Linked DNA regions of Capra hircus: region 1 is linked to region 2. The links are chromatin contacts, called in public Hi-C maps. All regions are on one chromosome and are shown on one strand. The core of a region is the stretch at or near the end of the contact, and the rest is flanking DNA. Distances in the headings are between cores, read along the strand shown.

The links. A called contact is a pair of places that touch in the nucleus more often than the background predicts.
Region 1: a contact with region 2 is called in a Hi-C map of blood, with 6 times the contacts expected there. The contact joins two enhancer-like sites. A contact is called at or near these places in 2 of 5 Hi-C or Micro-C datasets (both in blood).

Annotation. Positions count from the first base shown.
Region 1 is chr13:75,451,441-75,454,725 of ARS1.2, forward strand. No RefSeq gene overlaps it. Among named protein-coding and RNA genes, the nearest start is that of ZMYND8, 32 kb to the left of the region's middle. Within about 2 kb of position 1,666, at least 4 of the 5 cell types and tissues checked have an H3K27ac peak or open chromatin away from gene starts, as enhancers often do.
Region 2 is chr13:75,286,752-75,290,476 of ARS1.2, forward strand. No RefSeq gene overlaps it. Among named protein-coding and RNA genes, the nearest start is that of TRNAG-UCC, 37 kb to the left of the region's middle. Within about 2 kb of position 1,965, at least 2 of the 5 cell types and tissues checked have an H3K27ac peak or open chromatin away from gene starts, as enhancers often do.

The DNA.
Region 1 (3,285 bases), core at 416-2,915, 160 kb after region 2:
TATGGCAAAACCAATACAATATTGTAAAGTAAAATAAATAGGAAAAAAAGAGAAAAAATAAAAATCATACAAAAATTTCAATTATTACAAAAATAAATATATAACTAATGAAAAAAAGGAACACGGAACAGCCCAAAATTCACACGGCCACGCCATGGCCGACTCAGGCTCATGAACCTCAGGCCGCTGCTGCGAGCTGCGCTGTCCTCTCGCACTCTTTCCTTGCGTCTCAGTGTGGCTACGTAAATGTTTACTTACTACGTTTAGTTCCTAAAACTGAGCTCCTGCTGCTTCCTTCCCCATGGCCTTCTGGCACTTTCCTCTGCACGAGGCCCTGCTTTGCCTTCCTCTGAGCCTGATCAGCACGGACTTACTTGCTTCTCCACTTCCACAGAATTTTCCCCCAAAGGCCCGCTGTGGCCACCTCCCGCTAAGCTAGTCCCCCTTTTCCAGTTTGAGCCTCCCTTGACTCCTGTTCCGTTCCTCTGTAGTGCTTACCACACTGGAAAGAATCCATTCATTGTAGAATCCAGCCTCCCTGTACCAGGCTGTCACCTCTGACATATACCTACCTTTCTTTTTCTTTTTCTTTTTTTTTTTGCGCTAGTGATAAGAACCCAAACCCGCCTGCTAATGCAGGACACATAAGAGACATCTCCTGGAGGAGGGCATGGCACCCCACTCCAGTATTCTTGCCCGGAGAATCCCATGGACAGAAGAGTCTGGCTGGCTACCGTCCATGAAGTCGCAGAGTCAGACACCATTGAGCACCGATGCCTCATCAGCCACATGGAGAGAGACAGGAGCCCCTGTCCTTGTGGGGTGCGGGGCCTGGCATGATGGCACGTTGAAAGCCTTCTGGTTCCCTACATGGAAGCTGTCTGAGAAAGGACTGCAGAGTTGTCCTCTGGGGGTTTTATGGAGTCTTGATCACACAGACATGACTGACTAAGTCATTGGCCAATGGTGACTGGTTTGACCTCAGCAAGGAAGACCCAGCACAGCCGATAAATAAATCAATCTTTAAAAAGTAAACAGCTTTAGAGTGAGGATCCTCTACCTTGTCTCTCCAGCTACACAACCTGCACGTGAGTCTGAATTACCGCGCTTTTATGATGGGGTGGATGCCCCACCCTAGCCCCACCAGAGGCTCTTGGTTACTTGAGTACAGACATCAGCTGTGGAATCCCTTTGCTCTCCGTGTCCCCTGAAGCTCACTGCTAGGTACATAGCAAACTGTTCCTTTATTTGCTCCTGTGTTCATTCATTCTAAGGACAGTATAATGTAGACTTTGAAAAGTCTGCCTTACGGGCCCCAAATTTAAATTTCTAACAGTGCGATACTGTGGAGCCCACCATGCATCACTTATTAATTATTAAAGTACCTTCCTGATGTGCCTTCTGCCTTTTATATATTAATTTGTTTTCTGCTTAAGGGGAGGAAAATTCTGTTATGGTAACAAAACATAGGCTTTTTATTTAACAAGGCTCCCTTTGCCTGGCCTGGCCGGGCCACCCCTCCTCCTCCCCTGTCCTTCATTCTGAGTGAGATCCACCCTAGCGACTTCAGAAGGCAGCCTCTGGAGCCGGGCTGGGACCCCAGGGAGTCCGGCGAGGCCCAGGGCCCCACATTTAAGGAGGCACTTGCTCTCAGGCACCCGTTCAAGGCTCGCATGACCCTGAGTGTCAGCGCCTCCTTAAATGCTGCCTTCTGGATGCCTCCTTGCCCCACCCCAGTCCCAGCCTGCTTTTCAGTCCAGAGCTGGGGAGTCCTGGCTCTGTGACAGACCCGGAGGTGGCCAGACCCAGAGATCGGGTCTTCAGCTGTGAAATGGGGGTCTTGGTGAGGATTAGGCGAGACGGAGGCTTTAAGGGGGTGTGTAGAGTGCTTTGCATGCCTCCAACACTTAACTATTTGCTGCCTTTTATCAGTTCTTCCCCCAGCCAAGACCCAGACCAGGAGCTTTCTGGAGTTTCTCTAGTTTCTTCCTCACACAACCCAGGAGAAGCCGGCATCTCAATTCTGATTCTACAGATGAAGGAACCAGGCTCTGACCCCTGGTCTCCTCCTGACTCCAGCACTTTCCTATCCTATGGAGGCTTTATTAATAAATAGCAAGTCAGGTGCTTCTTGGCTGGGGGTTTCAATCCTCACTGGGTGTCATTATTACCTGAGGAGTTTGTAAAAGCACAGATGCTTCAGGAAATTCTGGATTAATTGGTCTGGGAGAGGACCAGACATTGAGACAGTTTTTAAAGATCTCCAGGGACTTCCCTGGTGGTCAGGATTCTGTGCTTCAAAGGCAGGGGGCACTGGGTGATCTCTAGTTGACTACTAGGATCCCACATGCCACAGTGGGCAGCCAAAAAAAAAAAAAGGAAAAAAAACACTCCAGCTGATTCTAATGTACAGTCAGCTTTGAGAATAAAAAGCTTTAAACTATCCTGGAAGGGAACTCCAAGGGGTTGTTGTGAATTTCAGCATCTCATGCGATGCATAGATGCATACACACGTACACACCACAAGCTTTGCAGTCAGTAAGGCAATATATATATATATAGCTGAAATTAAATTTCAGCTCCATTTTTCAAACAAATGCGGTTTAGGGGAAATCTCTTTACGTCTCTGAACCAATTTGAGCACCATCAGAATCACCGAGAAGCTTTATTGAACACTCAAAGGCCCACCCCATAATTTCATCAAAAGGTCTGGGTGGGGGCTGCAACTTCCCAGGTGCCGCTGGTCCCTGGAACAGGCTTTGAGAATCATTGCTGGGTCAATTGCCATGGTAATAAGCTCTGATCAGGTCACCATCTCCCGTTTCAGATTCAATCCTTGACACCTGTAAAGTGTATCACCCTGTATCCTCGCAGCCATGGGATTCCATGGTTATCAGTACTTTAGGGAGGAGGCAACCCAGGTTCCCAAACGTGAAGTGGCATGGTTAGGGTCATACAGCCAGAAAACTGCCTAAGTCTGGGTCTGAACGCTTGTCTATAATTAAAGGCAAGAGAGGGCCTGTGCCATCAACTTCTTTTCAGGCAGCAGAGCAAGCTCTCCCACCAGCTGCCAGAGCTCGCCTAGACATCCGCGTGGCACGCCCAAGGCTACAACAGGCAAAAGCCTCCTGGCTGCTCGCTTTATTCAGCGGCTTGGAGAGCGGCCAGCGCCCGACTCCGTGGAGGAACGGCGCCCCCTGGTGGCTGTTTGGAGAGCCGCTTCGCGCGGCCCTAGCGGGGCGCTCTTGGTCTTCTGAGTCATCAGCATTCTTGGGCCCTGTTAGT
Region 2 (3,725 bases), core at 715-3,214:
TAATTCACACACTTGCGGTAAAAGATGTGGCAGGAGTGATTCAACAAAGATTTCTATTGATTGAGCACTGGTTAATTCTTAGAAGGATAACTGCTTAGGAAAGATAGGTTAAATTTATTATGTGAGATTAAAATGTCCTGATGGTTGAAATATTTTGAGTTCGTTCTTCCTTAGTTATTTGCAGCCAAGAGCATCTCAACATACATAGCACATAATAAATAGTAGTAGTAGTAGATCACATGGGCTCAGATGTCTACTCAGAAAATCAATCATTCAAGTGAGTGGACATTTCCTCCATCAGATATTAATCGAGTATCTACAATGCATTGGCAGTGTCCCAGGCGCAACAGACATATATTTGAATGAGACATATTTGAATAAGACATTGTGCTTGCAAAAAAAAAAATTTTGAGAAATTTGACCACCTTAAAAAACTTACTGAAAAATGTAAGTAAGGCTTCCCTGGGGGCTCAGTGGTAAAGAATCCACCTGCCAATGTAGGAAATGCTGGTTCGATCCCTGGTCTGGGAAGTTTCTACATGCCCAGGGGCAACGAGACCCGTGCACTACAGCTTCCTGAGCCTTGAGCCCGGGAGCCCCAGACACTGAAGCCCACTTGCCCTACAGCCTGTTCTCCACAACAAGAAAAGCCACTGCTATGAGACGCCTGTGCACCACAGCTCAAGAGTAGCCCCCGCGCTCCCCAGCGAGAGAAAGGGCCTCGCAGCAACGAAGACCCAGCGCAGCCACAAATCAATTGTAAAAATAAAAACATGAGACGAAAGTCAAGTTGAAATTCAAATCGCAGACAACAGCAAGCGTTAATGCCCCCTTAATACACAAAAAGCTCCTAGAAATAAATTATTATTTCTATATTTGGCCAACAACCCAAATAAAAAATGATCAGAGGCCGTGAACAGATATTTTTGTATTTTTTTAAAGTACAACTGGTTCTTAAACGTATACAAAGATGTTCAAGTTCACTCATAATAAGAGAAATGCAGATATATTGAGACACCATTTTTCACATCAGAGTGACAAAAATTTGAAAGTTTTTATGACTCAGCGCTGGTGGAGCTGTGGGGCTTTGTGCATTGCTTGTGGAAGCTGAAATTGGTACAGCTCCTAAGGAGGGAAAGTTGGCCACATTTATCCAATTTGTAAGTTTGTCTCAGTAATTCCACTTCTGAGACTCTACAGATATTTTTACGTAAGTGGGCATATTCTGTATAGAGTTATTTTCGACAATACTGTCTATAATAGCAAAGAATGAAAACCAACCGAATATCGATCAGCAGTGGACTGATACATACTGGCTGTCGGACTTTTTATCTCGTTGGAGTTTGGACCTTACTCCAAATCCAGTGAGAGAAGACACCAGAAAGTTTAAAGCAGAAGAGGGACATGATCTGACTTCTGTTTTAAAAAATCATCCTGATCTGGGGATGGGTACCCAAGTATAACCCTGTGTAATAATATGTCACGATGCGCACTTGAGCTTGGTGCCGTAAACCGGGTGTAGGTTACAAAGGGAGGAAATACCCTCAAGGTCACGAGAAAGCCCATGACCAGCTGTTTTTGCCCAGACACCCTGCCTCCATCCTTTCGGCTGGAAACCATGCTCCCCGACGCAGATGAGGAGGGACGACGGCCCCTCATGGTCCTTCCCAGCCTCTCCCGGCCTTCCACCTCTCTTCTGATTTCTGTCGCCCCAGATCTCCAGGCTCCTATAAATGGACCCATACAGAATGCAGCCTGGTTTCTTTCCTCACAAGGATGTGGGAAACTTCTAGGATGTTGTCCGTATCCATAGACAGATTCTGGGTAGAGGAAAATCTGAGTTCAGCGCACTGCGCGGTTCTCCCCCAGCGCCCGCAGCCCCGACGATGCTGCCGGCTCAGCACCCGCGACGCTGTGCTCGCCAGTGACCACCAGAGGGCAGTGTGAGCCCGCCTTTGGCCCCAACTGCCCGCAGGTGCCACCCCAAGTTAGGCCTAGAAATAGCACTGCAAGGATTCCAGAAGCATTTTCTTAGGCTGCGCCCTTGCTTCGGGGAGTGCTTCCCTGAAACTGCAGCACCTTCAAGGATATGTTCAGGCCCAAGAGTTAAGGATTAATTGACCTGCTGTGGTCGCAACGGGGATTCAAGCAGAGAACAGCAGGGTGGCCTCGAGCCATCAGCAACCACTGGCCTGGAAGCGCTTCTTCCTACACTCAGCCCGGCTTTAAAAGTTAACTGCCCTAACGCTTAATAATACCATAGTCATGATAGTTTAAATTGTTTAACAAAATGGTTTTTTTTTTTAATCCATAAATTCAATATAGCAAAATATGCAGAAGTTCATTCAAGGATGATGGATAAGCCAGCTCCAGCCAAATACGGATTTTAAAATTCAGCCATCAAGTATTTGGCCAAAAATGAGTTATTTGGGGAGCTCAGGCTGCAGGGGAGAGGGTGTCTCTTTGCCCCTGTAGCTCTGTCCCCACCGCAAGGGTACCGGGACCGCAGAAGCCCAGCCCGCCTGTCTCTTGTAGCCCTTGGATTCCTGCAGGCCACCTGGTGTGGCTGAATGAGGAGCCTGGCTCGTACATTTACTAAGCACCTGCTCTGTCCCAGACACCCGGCCAAGCCCTGGACTTGCACTAGCCCCTTTCATCGCAGCCACACAGGTGCTGTCTGGAGAGGACAGATTGCCCGTGGTTAAGATGTGGCCTGGGGTCACATCCCAGCTCTTCCTTTTCCTGTTTGTGGAAACTTCACTCTCTGAACCTCAGCTTTCTCACCTGTAAAATGGGGTTGATGAGAAAACCCACCTCACAGAAATGTTGCCAGTATTGAATGCATTCAGACATGAACAACATTTTTTATTTGAAAGCCTCCTTTTCGGTCACTGCACATGAGAAATGCATATTATCTATAACAAGACCCAGTCTAACATATATATGTGTGTGCATATTATGTGTATACAACTAAAATATGTTCCACAACGCAATGATGACCTATAATACTATGATACATCCTGTTATTTTCCATCCTGTCCTGGTCTCTATTTAAAAGATGCAGGTTGCAATCCACTAAATCGACTCCATGACCCACCGTTTAGAAAATACTGGTTCAGTAAAAGGCTCAGCAGACCATGCTATTCTCAGGAGTGCCATTTTACAGAAGGGGAAATTGAGGCCCAGAGAGTGTCGTGGCTTGCCTGTGACCCCACCCACTGGAAGGTAGCAGAACCCAGACTCCAACCCAGTATCTCTGACGCCTAAATTAAGGCTCTTCCACACAAGATGCAAACTAGCCAGATCTGACCCACAGAGAAGTTTGACTGATTTTCACAACATTTGCAAAATTTGATACAACTATAGGTAATTTGGAAGAAATAACTCTAAATATGAATTTTCAACTTCCCACTAAAAAACGTGGGCAATCTGGCAACACGGGGACCTACGTATGCACGGGACCAGCAGGAGCCACACCAGAGCTGCCACTTTGAGCTGCTCTCCAGGTTCATTCATTTACCCTAGTCCCCCCCATGCCATGGAGAGAGGAGCCTGGCAGGTTACAGTCCATGGGGACTCAGAGAGTCAGACATGACTTAGCAGCCAAACAACAACAAGCACTGTGCCGTTTTGTGTCCCAGACACTGAGACAAACCATCAGTTGGCGTAGTCTATGGTTTTTTCAGAATGGAGAAATATTTTTCTATCACAAAAGGAAAACCAAG